2 separate regions of the Hordeum vulgare genome follow, and region 1 is linked to region 2. Evidence: chromatin contacts called from public Hi-C data. All regions are on one chromosome and are shown on one strand. The core of a region is the stretch at or near the end of the contact, and the rest is flanking DNA. Distances in the headings are between cores, read along the strand shown.

Region 1 (7,003 bases), core at 617-3,116, 620 kb after region 2:
TTCGGAATGATAACAAGTGCATACAACTTGCAGGTAATATCAAGAACTCAAATATACTCCTGAAAACATAACATGTTCAGATGTGAAATCATGGCACTCGGGCCCTAGTGACAAGCATTAACCATAGCAAAGTCATAGCAAAATCAATCTCAGAATATAGTGGATACTAGGGATCAAGTCCTAACAAACTGACATGATTACATATGAAATATCATCCAACTCCATCTACCTCTAGTACACCTACAAAGAAATTACTCACGCGTGATTGTGAGCATCATAAAATTGTCGATGAGGAAGGGTTGATGACGATGATGGCGACGAATCCATCTCTCTCGAGCCATGAACGGACTCTATATTAGGGCTCCCAACAAAGAACGGGAGGTGGAGGCGAGGCCATATCATAAAACGTGATAAAAGTTTCTCTCCAACCTTTTTCTTGGGAAGGCAGAATTTATAGCGTTGGAGTTAGGTCATACGGAGGTCAGTGGGGGGCATACCTAGGTGGCGCGACCTAGGGGGTGGCAATGCCACCAGCTCATGTGGTCACCCACTGGCTCCTTTCCGGTGACATCTGGCTCCATTTATTTATTTATTCCAAAACAATTCTTCGTAAACTTCCATGCAAATCTGAAAACCTTTTATTTCTGCACAAAAAACAACACCAATGTAGTTCTACTTAAAGCAACGTCTACACAACGTCGACCCGGAGTTAGTTTCAGTCAAATCATGCAAATTAGGGGTAAAACAAGAACAAAAGTGTATGAAAGGTAGATATGATGGAGGTGTATCGCAAATGTCCGCCCACCGTCGGCGCCATATGGGTGATCAACTCCTCAAAGTGGCGATAAAGGAGTCTGACCACGCCGCCCATGCCCTCTCATACAATGTCCCATGTGTTTTCACACAATGTCATTGCATGAGTGTGTCCACGATCAGCTGTCACCGCCAGATGGACGATTCCCAGTGAGGCACCATACGGAGGCAGCCGAGCAACTGCGTCGGGAACGCATTGTCGCGGCCCAAAGGGCTGCCGCGGCCCTCAGAGGCCTTCCATCGTTGGAAGGACAACAATGTCAACATCGACGGAGGGAACGATGACGAAGGTGCCATCGGCCTCAGGGGACATGCCTACAAGGTCACCTTTCATAACTCACTTAATTTAATTTAGGTTTAATTTAAAAAAATTCAATTTATTGCACTTTTTTAAATTTGATCCTTTTAATTATAAATATATCAAAATTTCAAAAAAAACTGAATTTCATCTATCTTTTTAAATTGTTCATTTGAACTAGTGCGAATAGTATGAATATTTGATACAGTTTGTTGGACGGTCGTCTCTCGTTATCAACCGCTTTGAAGTTATCTTTACTTCATAATAATTGAATGGTTGGCTATCGTTATCAACCGTTATGGAGTTACCTTTACTTCATTATGGTTGGATGACCGGCTCTCGCTTTCAACCGCGTTGGAGCCGGAGAAGAGTGGCGTTGGAGAGACCGGGCTCCATGAAGTCTGTTTTACAAAAAGAAATACTTAAATGCTTCAAAAAATATTAATTTTTTGTATATAAATATACATACGCATGGTAGGTAAGTATGTAAAAAGTTTCATTAGGTAATTCAACTATTTGCCTGCTACATAAAAAAGATAAATATCTGGCCTAAATAGAACAATGATAAAACCCATTTTAATCTGTATATTTCCTTTTTGTATACATTATATGAAAGCATATATGCTCGTGAAAATTTATACATGTGTACTATGAATACACACACACATATATATATATATATACCGAGCTGTGTGAAGCTCGCTAATGCAGTGCTTTTTCGGTTGGAGGTGCCCTTACTCCAGGATGATTGATGGCGCACTACTAGATCCGCGGCAGTTGCCTTCACTCCACGATGATTGGTGGCACACTCCAATACAAAATCCGATGTCCGCGTCGCCTGTCCCGTGACCGCTTGCTTGCAGCTGCACAACTTGCTACTCTCAGTCACAGTCCTCGTTCCTCCCGAGCCAGCTGTTTTCCCCCATGGCCGGCGATGGCGGCAGCGACCGCGACGCCGGCGGCGAGTGGATCTGGGTGCGCCGACCGCAGGAAGCGGAAGCTGCGGCTGCGGCGGCTGGGTGGCCGGCCGAGGAGGCGCGGCCTCTGAAGGTGGTGTTCGCGTCCCCGGCGAGGTACTTCACCGACGCGGCGCCGATCGGGAACGGCCGTCTCGGCGCCTTGGTCTGGGGCGGCGTCACCTCCGAGAAGCTCCAGCTCAACCGTAATTAACAGCCCCTCCTTCCCCCTCTTCTGAAGGTTTAATCACTCTGCCATAATATTATCCCCAAATTCAGTTAAAATCTTCTTGGGGTTTGTGGTCGGGAAAGAAGCGCTTCGTTCCAGCCCGGGAATCGAATTCACCCAGAAGCACCACAGCAATCAAAACGCTCTTAGCAGATGATGATTTAGAGCCTCGATTTTAAAACTATGATATCTTGAAAAAATTTCGATTTTAAAACAAATGTATGTTCACTACAGTGCCAACCTGCGCAGCTTTTCCTACTCACATTACCTCCTCCCACGCGCGGTCATGCTCATGCCATCAGTGAGAGCACGCTTGAGACAGAAAACGAAATGGCTGAAATTTAACGGACAGAAATTTAACGAATGGACCATGGTTGCTTCAGTGTGTTGTTAGATGAGGGGAAATTGATGGCGGGAGCGTGTCCAACACAAGCATTTTCTCGACCGGTTGATGGAGATGTCAGTGAATGCACTCCACAAACTACGAAGTACAGTGACGAAGTAAAAGTATAACACATCATAAAGCTTTCAAGGCTTGTGAGTGGTGACAGGCCTCAGCCTGTCCTTGTAATCTTTTTTAAGGACTGTCTTTGATAAAAAATATTCAGATGGGATCCTTCCCCCCCTGGTGAAAGATGCAGCCACGTATCTATCTTCTGTGTTGTGTTCTATGTAAGATATATTGATAAATACTAATCTCTTTCACATCATTACATCACTGGTGGTCTGGTCTCTGGTGGATATAGGTTCTGGTAGACTATATGTTTGAACTGAATAGGTATATGCATATCAAAATGAAATGGGAAAAAGGCCACATGTGGGTATTTTTCTATTTGAATCCATCATCACTGTAGTATGATTTGAAGTTCTGACTACACTGCCCGAATGTGTGCATGGTTTCACAGATCCATCACACCAGGATTTGTCTTTACACTTTATAAATAAAATGGTAGGGATCATATTTATTGATCTTGCGTGTGTTCTGCAAAAGTACAATGAGATCATTTTGTACCACTTCCCTGAATTGATGATCTGGTAATAGGAAGCTTTTCTTTCATTCTTCTGTTACTGTTTGAAGGATATCAGTCCTTTTTGTCTCCTTTTGCATACATCCACCCATATTGGCCTTCTTTCAAAATTACTTATCTGTTTATTTTTGTAGAGTTTATTGCTTCATATCAAAACTGTTGATGCAGATGATACATTATGGACGGGCGGACCTGGTAATTATACAAACCCCAAAGCACCTACTGTTCTTTCTGAAGTAAGGAGCCTTGTTGACAAGGGACTGTATCCTGAAGCTACAGCTGTTGCTTATGGTCTGTCTGGTGACGAGACGCAGGTACACACTTTATTTTAGGTTGATGGAAGAGTTGTGCTGCCATATCGACGTTGAAACATTGCTTATGTTTTAACTGTAGAGTTACCAGCCTCTCGGTGATATTGATCTTGCCTTTGGTGAGCATATCAAGTATACAAATTATACAAGATACCTTGATTTGGAATCTGCGACAGTTAATGTCACATACAGTGTTGGGGAAGTAGTGTACTCAAGGGAACACTTCTCCTCAAATCCACATCAAGTAATTGCGACTAAAATCTCTGCAAACAAACCAGGAGCTGTCTCCTGTACAGTATCTTTAGCTACACCACTAGATCACCGGATTCGTGTAACAGATGCAAATGAAATAATCATGGAGGGTAGCTGCCCAGGAGAAAAGCCCGCGGGAGATGGCAATGCATCTGATCATCCTCCAGGAATGAGATTTTGTGCAATTCTCTACCTGCTGATGAGTGGTGCCAATGGCCAAGTGCAAGTATTAAATGATAAGATGCTGAAACTTGATGGTGCCGACTCAGCAGTTTTGCTCCTTGCTGCTGCAACCTCATTTGAAGGGCCATTTGTCAAGCCTACTGAATCGACACTTGATCCAGTGGCATCAGCATTCACAACATTAAATATGGCTAGGAGCATGTCATATGCACAGCTAAAAGCTTATCACATGGATGATTACCAGAGTCTTTTCCAGCGCGTGTCCTTGCAACTTTCACGAAGCTCTAATGATGTACTTGGAGGTAGCACTTTGGCCCACTTACCTGAGAATATCTCTCAGGATACTGCGGTATCTGATTGCACTGTACAGATGGTTGACTGCTCAAGGTTAAACGAGCTTAATAATTCAGAGAAGCCTACTGTGGACAGAATTATAAGCTTTAGACATGATGAAGATCCTTCTCTGGTAGAACTTCTGTTTCAGTTTGGGCGCTATCTACTCATTTCTTGTTCGAGGCCTGGAACTCAGGTTTCCAATCTGCAAGGAATATGGAACAACGAGACTAATGCACCATGGGGGTATGTTTTTACAACATATCTTGTCTTGTTTTGTTGCTTATACCAGTTATATATCTTGGGGTATTATTTTTTAGACTATTAAATATAAAAACGGCTGCAACTGTTCTTTTGAGCCACACTTTGTAGAACCTGTGTATTCAGAGCATACGACATTTAAATAACATCCTAATGGGGTCACAAACGATCAACTCTGTGAAATGGATTGTCCTTGCATGCAGTCCAGTGTTACATGATGATTTTTGCTATGGCAAGCAATAAATTTTAGAAGATTGAAAAGTCTCATAACAATTTGTAGCTCTTCTGCATCAAAATGAGGAAAATATAAGGGGCAAACATGACAAGTGGCCCTTTCTCTTAATATGTTTTAAAACTATCATGTAGAAGTTAATCTAACTTGCACATTTTACAAGTTAAGACTAGGCTTTTCTTTTGAACTGAAGAGGCTGGTCTTTGGCTTCAGTTTTAAGGTTTAAAGCTGTATTCATTTTTCTGTAGATTAATTAAGGATTCTCGTGTACACACATTGTGATCCTATTACTTGCTAAAGTAACACACATTTGACCTGTCCGATGCAAAGACACAGAAGTAATTGAGGCCAACATTTTGTGTATCCAGTTGGTGTTAATACATACTCCCTCCGTTCCTAAATATAAGTCTTTGTAGAGATTTCACTAGTGGACCACATACGGATGTATATAGACATATTTTAGAGTGTACATTCAATCATTTTGCTCCGTATGTAGACACATAGTGAAATCGCTTAAAAGACTTATATTTAGGAACGGAGGGAGTACATGCATGCTCATTCCCTTAAACACATTGGATAATCAGTTACCAAACAACCATATTGGTTAACGCTGATATTCCCATTATTTTTATGTTATATTAGGCACATGGATTGACACAGCCAAAGAAAAAAATAGCGCGCTAAAACGCCGCTATAGCGCGCTAATAGCGTATTTGAAAACTAAACGCTACGCTATGCATATTTCACTCGCTACTGCGCTATTCGCGCTAAATACGGCAATTTCGCGCTATAGCGCGTATCGGCGCTATTTTTTCGGCGCGGCGCTATTTTTTCAGACGAATTTTTCATCAGCCCACTATCGACGTGATGATGAGCTGCAATCTGCGGGTTCTTCTTCTGATTCGGATGATGATGCCATGGCAGCGAGTTCATCTGATTCTGATTGAGCTTATGCATTGCTGTTGGCTGGCTCCTAAAGTCCTAAGTCCTTATTTCTGCTATTCTGGACCTTGCTTGTTGGCTGTTTAATTTATCTGTCTACTTTGTTTGTCTGAAATCTCGATGTATGAACTATTGAACTCTGAACAATGCTATATGCCTATATCTGGACCATGCTTTGCTATCTGAGCAATGGTTTAGCCTTGGTTTTAGCTGCTGAAATCTGTCATTTGTGTTGCTATATGCTGAAATCTGAACAATGTTTTGTGACACGCTATTTTGCAAAATAGCGCGCTATTAGCACGCTATTTCCTTCATAGCGTTTTTTTGAAGGTTGCGCTATTTCAAATAGCGCGCTATTTTTTTCCTTTGACACAGCATGACAAAACAGTGAATACATGTGAAGAAAGCCACAATTTTTTTTAATTTCCCGCATTAATTTCTCAAATATAGGTTTTGGGATTCTTTATATAAATAATGTAACTTGAATTTTGAGTAAGATGATAATTTAATATATTTTCCCTTAATTTCTGGTGCGTTCTGAACAATAATCTACTAAAGGGGTTATCCATCTTTTATTCAAGTAAATTTTGTTGTGGGTAATACTTGTTTCTCTTGCCATTTATAGCAACTTAATGCTGAATTTTCTGCAGCAAATACATTAATGTTTGTAATGTAAGTTATTTGAGAGTACATTGATGATAGTCCTATTTACACTATTTTCTGGCAGTCCAAGTTTGATAACAATATGTCATTCCTTTCACTTTCCAGTGCAGCTCCCCATCCAAATATAAATCTACAAATGAATTACTGGCCATCACTTCCTTGCAACCTTAGTGAATGCCAAGACCCACTATTCGACTTCATTAGATCCCTTTCGGTCAATGGGGCTAAGACGGCAAAAGTAAGTCTGCTTTCATAAAAGAGCGTCTCTGGAAACTGTGTGTTCTCTACCCTATATACTCCTGAGCATTCCAACATGTTTCTACTTTCTAGTGCATTGAACTTTTATGAATACTATTTCTTGTGGCCATGGCCCATAGCCTTGGATCCTACTCCTAGCAGCATCACTGAGGCCTGACAACGTAGGAGTATCAGTGATGCTACTAGAAGCCTGGGGCCTGCCAGTTTGCACAAGGGGCAATAGTTAGCTGTGCAGTTTCTTCTT
Region 2 (7,153 bases), core at 4,209-6,708:
CGAGTTCACGAGATCGACGAGCGACGGATACGAGGCGTCGGGGGGCGAAGACAGTGACCGCATACCGTCGAGAATCGTGCACCGATCGTCCAACTGGGCTAACTCGCTTCTGCATTCCGGTCAGGCTGGACCGACGACTGACCAGCACATGCCATCGTCTGAAGGGTTCCTTAACAACAGCAGGTCAAGCTAGTTATATGTGCTCATCTGACCAACAGAAATGGTAGGAAGAAGCTGCGTGGTGTTGGTACCTGGAGAATCGCTGCAGCTGCATATGGCAGAGCAAAACTGGGAAAACATTGGTTAATTTGTAATCTAGGGTTAGGTTTTGTTAGTGACGAATGTTAGAGCAATGCTCATTTGATGTTAGCTCATGCAAACTGCTAGTGTGTTGCTAACAGTAGCATTCTGGTGTGTTTTGGCGTATTGCAGTTGTTAAGATCAATCCAGTAGAATTTGTCTAATGATATCTCTATATTACCGCTCATTTTTGTGTGTAGCTGCCAATCCAGAAATCGCCACTGGCAACCTTGCCAAGCAAACAATGGCGCTACTTAGAGCATATCCAGCCGTTTAGCGCCCTAGGAACGTGAAATAGCGCCACCTGGGGCCGCCCCGGTGAAAAAACCTACGTGCCCCCCCTCCCCCCCCCCCCCCCCCAAAAAAAATTGGTGTAGTCACCGCTGTCGCCGTCCTGTCCTCCCCCGCCGTCCTTGCTGCACCCTTGCCCTGGGTCGTCGTGGCGAACGAGGGTTGGAAGGCCCGACGCCTCCTCGTCACTGTCGTCGAGGATGATGATGCCGCCCTACTTGCGGCCGCGCCGCCGGGCGGCGATCTCCTCCACGGCGCGACGTTGGCGTTCCATCTCCTCCCGGACGTAGTCGTCCTTCGCCCATTTGAGGGCGGTCTCGTCGGCAGCGACCATGGCCAGGTGCTCCTGCTTGACGGGGAGGAGTCCCAACTCCGTCTTCGGCTTGACAAGGTGGGAGGAAGCGTCGGGCTCGTTGATGACGATGCCGGCGCTGCGCATGCGCCGCCCCAGCGGCGTCTCGTGTGGCTCCGGCTTGACGGAGAGGAACGCCGGCAACCCGGAGGAGCGGGAGCGGGAGCCGGACGATGAGGACGATGTCGTCTCCACCCGCCTCGGCGTCCATGAGCTACCACGTCGGCGGGAGAAGGCGGGTGGCGGTGGGTAATCGCACCTCCGCGCGTTGCTGCCCTCGATGTGCTCGAGGGCGGCCTCCAATGTGCGGTCGGGGACGCCCCACCATTGGCGGCACCCCTCGGAGTTGTGTCGACCGCGTGGTTCGACCCCGTTGGTGGCGGCGAGCTGGTCGGTGTGTCGGCGTTCGAAGTATGCCGTCCACAACGTGTTGCTATCGGGGGCGTACCTCGACAGGTTGCGTGAGCTCTCCGGCAGCGATGACCGGATGCGCGCGATCTCCGCCCGCCTGTCAGTTCGAGAGGGCGGCGGTGGCACCGGGACTCTGCCGGCGCTCAGCCTCCATGACCCCGGCACTCGCATGTACGGTGACGCCGAATAGTCCGCCTCGTAAAGAAGGCGGGCCTCGTCCTCGCGGAGGTGACGACGGCGGCTGAAGCCATTGGCTACCACTGTGTCGCCGGGGAAGCGTCCGACCATCTTTTGGGGAGGAAAAGGGAGAGGAGGCGCCGGTGACGAAGGAGAGGAGAGTGCGTCGACGGGAGGGGTGTGTGGCCACCGACAGGGAAAGGGCACCTTATATAGCCACGAGTGAGAAGGCACGCGGAGCGGTGACGTGTGAACGCGTGGCAGGAACCTACGAGACGTGCGTCGCCGCGCCGCCCGTGAATCAATGGAAGGCTGACCAGCGACACAACCTTCCCATTGATTCCTACGGGAAACGAGACGTTGAGGACGACGACCGCGTGCGCTAGTCGCTGACTCGACGGGCCCAGAGATTTTTCGCGCCAAAGAAGTTTCCGCCGACGCCCCCGGGTGACCCCAGCGCGCTGGGTTCGGCCTGGGCCGCTGAGACCAATTTCGCCCAAGAACCTACGAGACGTGCGTCGCCGCACCGCCCGTGAATCAATGGAAGGCTGACCAGCGACACAACCTTCCCATTGATTCCTGCGGGTAACGAGACGTTGAGGACGACAACCGCGTGCGCTAGTCGCTGACTCGACGGGCCCAAAGATTTTTTGCGCCAAAGAAGTTTCCGCCGACGCCCCCCGGGTGACCCCAGCGCGCTGGGTTCGGCCTGGGGCCGCAGAGACCAATTTCGGCCATAACCGGCAAAAAGGGCTCCAAGGGGCGCGGCTGGGCCGTTTTTTCTCCGCCGGCGAAAAAAATGGCACGGAAGTGGGGGCTGTTGGGGGGCGTGGCTGGAGATGCTCTTAATACTGAATCATACGAGCACAATGCCACATTCAGGCAAGCAAAGACTCCTCATCAGAGCACAAATTCCTAAACTCACCAAAGAACAGAAAAGGGGAGAAAAAGAAAGAAAGAAAGGAAAAAGAACCACAAAGTTTGAAAGTTTGTATGAATCATGAATTAATTTCAGTTCCAGCACATATTTGCCTTTCTTCAAGCCATGAAGTGCGCACAAAAATAAAGCAAACACAAGGTCAAGACTTAAGAGACCAGAATATCTATATCGCAACATAAGTACAAAAGAGACAGAGAGCATTTAGCTTCTACTTCAACAGCATTGCTCTACAGCTACATATTTCAATATTTGAATCGTACGGGTTCGCTTATGAAGTTTCTTCAACCCATACCATGGGACAATTTGCATCTTGGTCTTTGATAAAACCATCCGGGGGTGTAATTTACAAAGGACAGTCGCCAGTGAGTAAACAGGTGAAGGGAAAGACCAGGATCGCATAACTACTTGCTGTTGTCCCCTGGGAAGGAAAAAACTTCAGCTGCTACATCATAAGAACCATGGTGCGGGAGGATACTACACCGGCACTCGTTTCCCTCTGTAACGGTCAAGGAACTGCAAACAAGGGAAATAAGACTGGTCAGAATATGAAACAGATCAAGCCTCATAACTCTCAGCAACAAAAGGAAAATGTCTGCTGTGAGGTCCATACCGATGTGACAAATGGCTGTTGAAAAATCCAGCCAAGGATAGGAATCCTTTGCAGGAAAACCGCAAGAGTTGGCCAGAATCCACTGCAATGGAATGCAAATCAGTGTCCATTACACATACAACTAAAATTGTTTTCAGAATAATGGATTTTCTAGTGAACGCATTGGTTTTGCAGATAACTGTCAGCATAGGATCGTACAACCTTTTCAGTTTTTGTCTAAAGATGAAATGGCAGGTTTTAATCAAGCGAGAAACAAAAAAAAAATCAAACCTGAAGAGTACAACAAAACCATATGCCTCTAAGAGCATGCCAAAGAAAGGCCATCCAATGAGAACCAGGAAAAAGCCTGCGCCAAATGAGATGGTACCCTGTTCATTACATCTGTTAATTATATGATGTAAATATTGATGGAGAAAAAGCAAAGCAATTTAGAGGTAGTCGAACCTTGTAATTCTTAGGCTTTGTGAAGAACTGCATAGTTGATTTCAGACCAATTGTCAAACCCAAACCTGACAGAAAGAGTATCTGAAAGAATACATGAGAAAAGGTTAACCATATGCATACCAGTTGATTCAGCTATTCAAAAGATCAAGGAGAAGATTGAGAAAAGGAAACTTACATTGCCCATAGCAATAAGGCCCTTGTCAAAGAAGAAAACGATTCCCAGGAAGGAGAAGAATACTCCAAAGCCTGTCAGACCTAGCCCAATCTCTGATGAACATAAAATGCATGTCTCGTTAATCATCGAGTGAGAAGAACACATTGTAGTCTAAGCTGCAAAGTACATAACACACTGTACCTAACAGTACTTGTAAAATGTTACTAAAGCAACAAGCATACAGCATCAACGGGTCAAAATACCAGAAAACATCCTAATTACTATGCTTGGAATTTAAAGGGTTGCGCTGCCCACAGCTAAAAAATCCTGACAGCAGATCATTCACCTGTAGCGAACAAGAACAATGGCGTCACCAGTAGCCAATCGGAGGCTGGAACAGACCATGGAGCTGGTACCATGTATAGTGCTCGGTATAAAAATACTGTTCCTAAATAATCCAAGTACCATTACCCCAAGGAAAAATCTACACTAACTCTCATCTTATAATTTCACTCTTCCTACAAGGCAGACCCAAATGGTATGATTCTGTCCTAGAGTTCCATATACTGGTCCAGCTCAGTTGCAAGTAGCTATATGGTGCTAAACTGCCAGGGTAGGGTCAGGGTAATGCACAATCTAATATCATACCTACACAATTCTGGAAATGAAATACAATAAACCTCTGATATATCATAGCTGATTGGGATATTAATAAATATTTGTTGGGAGATATGACATAGAGGGTACGTTCCGACACTTCCAGCCTGATAATACAACAAGTTAGATGATTGGAAAAGCAGCAAACTATGTACCACAAGCATGATGAATAAGCTAGCCTTCAGAAGAAATAGAATGCCCGGGACTAAGTAAATTTGCAGTAGTTGTATCATTTGGTGGCATAGTTGGAATTTGGTAACACATGAAGCAGAAACAGATAAGAAAAGCTAGATCAGTTCAACTTCTAGTGCCTAGCGCAAGTTATTATTGTTACAGTCAGAAACAAATGAAACATACAAGACAAGTTGACAAGAATGGTGCCAGGCCCATACTCTTAAGATCATTCATCTCAAAGGACACCATCTTAGACGGCACCGGTGGAGAAGAGCACGCGAAGTCCTGCAACTGCAAACATATAAATATTAGCCAAAACTTTGTGCAAAAGAAACAGGACCGTCAGTAAAACTTAACAGAGCTCCCGAAGTGCACAGAACCCTAAGTCAACAGGATCAGCTATCGCCATAAGTTTCAAATCTAGAGACAACATGGCATCTCGGTGGCTCAGTGCAGATCAGCAACCCGAGGAACATGAAACAGACTAACCCAATAAACGGAACAGCACGGAATTTTGCGCCGGAAGATGGCGTCGGGAAACACTTCTAAGGGGGTAGTATGATAAACTAAGACGAACTAGCCTAAGCGAAACGCCGGTCCAATTCAAATCGAGCGGACGAAATCTCAGAATTTCGACAAGAAAATCCAGACCTACACACGAACAGCCCCCAAATGACCCCGCCGCGGTGCCGAATCGCAGATCGCCACCACCCCAAAGCCACAGATGGCACCTAATCGAGGGGACGCATCACAGACGCGGAGGCGACCGAGTAGGGCGAGAAATAGAGGACGAACCGTACTGCAGAGGCAGCGCCGGCGACGGGGAAGGCGGCGAGGGGCCGGCGAGTCAGCGGCGGTTGTCCGGAGGAGTGGGGCGGGGATCTCGGGCCTGCGGAGATGGGCTCTACGCCTGTGTGCTTTTTTTCTGTTCGGGAATGGAGATACCGAGATGGAGAACGGGAAGAATGTGATTTACTTCTGTGACTCTGGCCCTTGTGTACACGTGTACTGTGGTGTTTTGAACCATCCGATGGAGAATCTACGGTGTATCAGGGCGGATGGGAAAATGTGCGGATATTTTGTACGTGACGCCTCTCAACTCTTAAAATTTACTATCATGTCCAACTGAGCTAAAGCTTAACGTATAGCATAGTACATTCTCCGCCCGGAAATAACTGCCGTCCGGAGTATTCTATTGGTTTCTCTAAATAATGTGGAATACATAAGAAAAGCCAACTTATCTATAAATGTAAGTCCTTAAATCCTTTATTAAGCACTCTTTAACGGAGCAATTTCAAAATAGGACACGCACCAATAGCACTACATTATGTTTCTTCCCTACATAATATACTCCCTCCATCCATATATAGGACCTAATGCATTTTTCGAGATTGCATTTGACTATTGATAAGATTAATAGTATATGAAATGTATAATGTGAAAGTTATATTATTGAAAGCTCCTTTCACGTAGGAATTTGAAGATATGCTTTGTGTAACTTGCATGTCATATATTATTACTCTAACATATGATTAAAGTTGGCTTCGAAAAACGCATTCGGCCCTATATATGGATAGAGGGAGTAGACATTTTCCATCGGTAAGATTATGATACCTCTGATTAACAAGAATGTTTGTTGTACTTTTTGTGTTTACAAAAACGTTGTCAACATTAAACCCTATTTGGATATTTGAATCGATCAATTAAAGACGAAAATTAAAGTTGACAAAAAACAGCTTCTTCGTGTGTGATTTGGTTGTCCGCACAATCCAAACATCAATAGCATGAGACCTAATTCATGGACCAAACTTCACCATAGGTAAAAAGCACCAAACAATTTTCTCTCGCACAAATCATGAATCCTGCATACGACAAACTCATGAAATGTACCAGAAATTATATTTAAAAATAAAGGAAAATTTGTAAACTTTGATGACACACGTGGACTTTTATTATCAATTACGATTGTTTTTTATCATTCACATTTCAATCCTCGCTAACACAGTGTGAAATATTTGATATTTAGATTAACTTACACAATGTGGCACCCCCAATGCTAATATCCTAAGGTTAGACGTTGGTTGGATGGTGAAAGGAGCATGGTGGCTCGGGAAGGGGAAGGAGGGAGGGGCTGCAAATTAAAACATAGGGCCAATATTATCAAGTTTATCACGAGTTCATCATCATATATACATATAGTTCATCATCATACTAGCTCGTCACATCCAAAATCATATGCAACATAGTAGGTATGAAGTTTAGCCTTGCAAATGCACAATCAAACAAAACCAAAGATGCTCAAATGACATTGAGTCATGGATAAATCAATCAACATCCATGTTGTTGCAATGACATGTTGGGGAACGCTGCATGGGAAACAAAAAAATTCCTACGCACACGCAAGACCTATCCATGGTGATGAACATCTATGAGAGGGGAGAGTGTATCTACATACCCTTGTAGATCGCTAAGCGGAAGCGTATATAACGTGGTTGATGTAGTGGAACATCTTTGTGATCCAAATCGCAGCCCGTCCCACGATCTCACCACGATACGTCCTGCGATCCCATCACGATCCATCCCGATGTAGTGTCGAACGGACGGCACCTCCGCGTTCAGCACACGTATGGCTCGATGACGATC

What was found. Hi-C and Micro-C count contacts between places; a contact is called where the count stands out from the background.
Region 1: a contact with region 2 is called in a Hi-C map of leaf, with 5 times the contacts expected there. The contact joins the promoter of LOC123449366 here to the promoter of LOC123449362 in region 2. A contact is called at or near these places in 2 of 6 Hi-C or Micro-C datasets (leaf and seedling).

What each region holds. Positions count from the first base shown.
Region 1 is chr4H:540,256,505-540,263,507 of MorexV3_pseudomolecules_assembly, forward strand. LOC123449366 (alpha-L-fucosidase 2-like) reads left to right here and starts at 1,867. Exons shown (of 10, transcript XM_045126569.1): 1 at 1,867-2,273; 2 at 3,493-3,638; 3 at 3,718-4,649; 4 at 6,607-6,739. The coding sequence starts at 2,036.
Region 2 is chr4H:539,635,589-539,642,741 of MorexV3_pseudomolecules_assembly, forward strand. It overlaps LOC123449362 (vesicle transport protein GOT1-like), which reads right to left and starts at 5,459. Exons shown (of 7, transcript XM_045126565.1): 1 at 5,311-5,459; 2 at 4,729-4,801; 3 at 3,701-3,792; 4 at 3,526-3,606; 5 at 3,352-3,449; 6 at 3,082-3,163; 7 at 2,512-2,984. The coding sequence starts at 4,759. The coding sequence ends at 2,946. LOC123449361 (probable protein S-acyltransferase 22) reads left to right here. Exons shown (of 8, transcript XM_045126563.1): 8 at 1-464. The coding sequence ends at 193.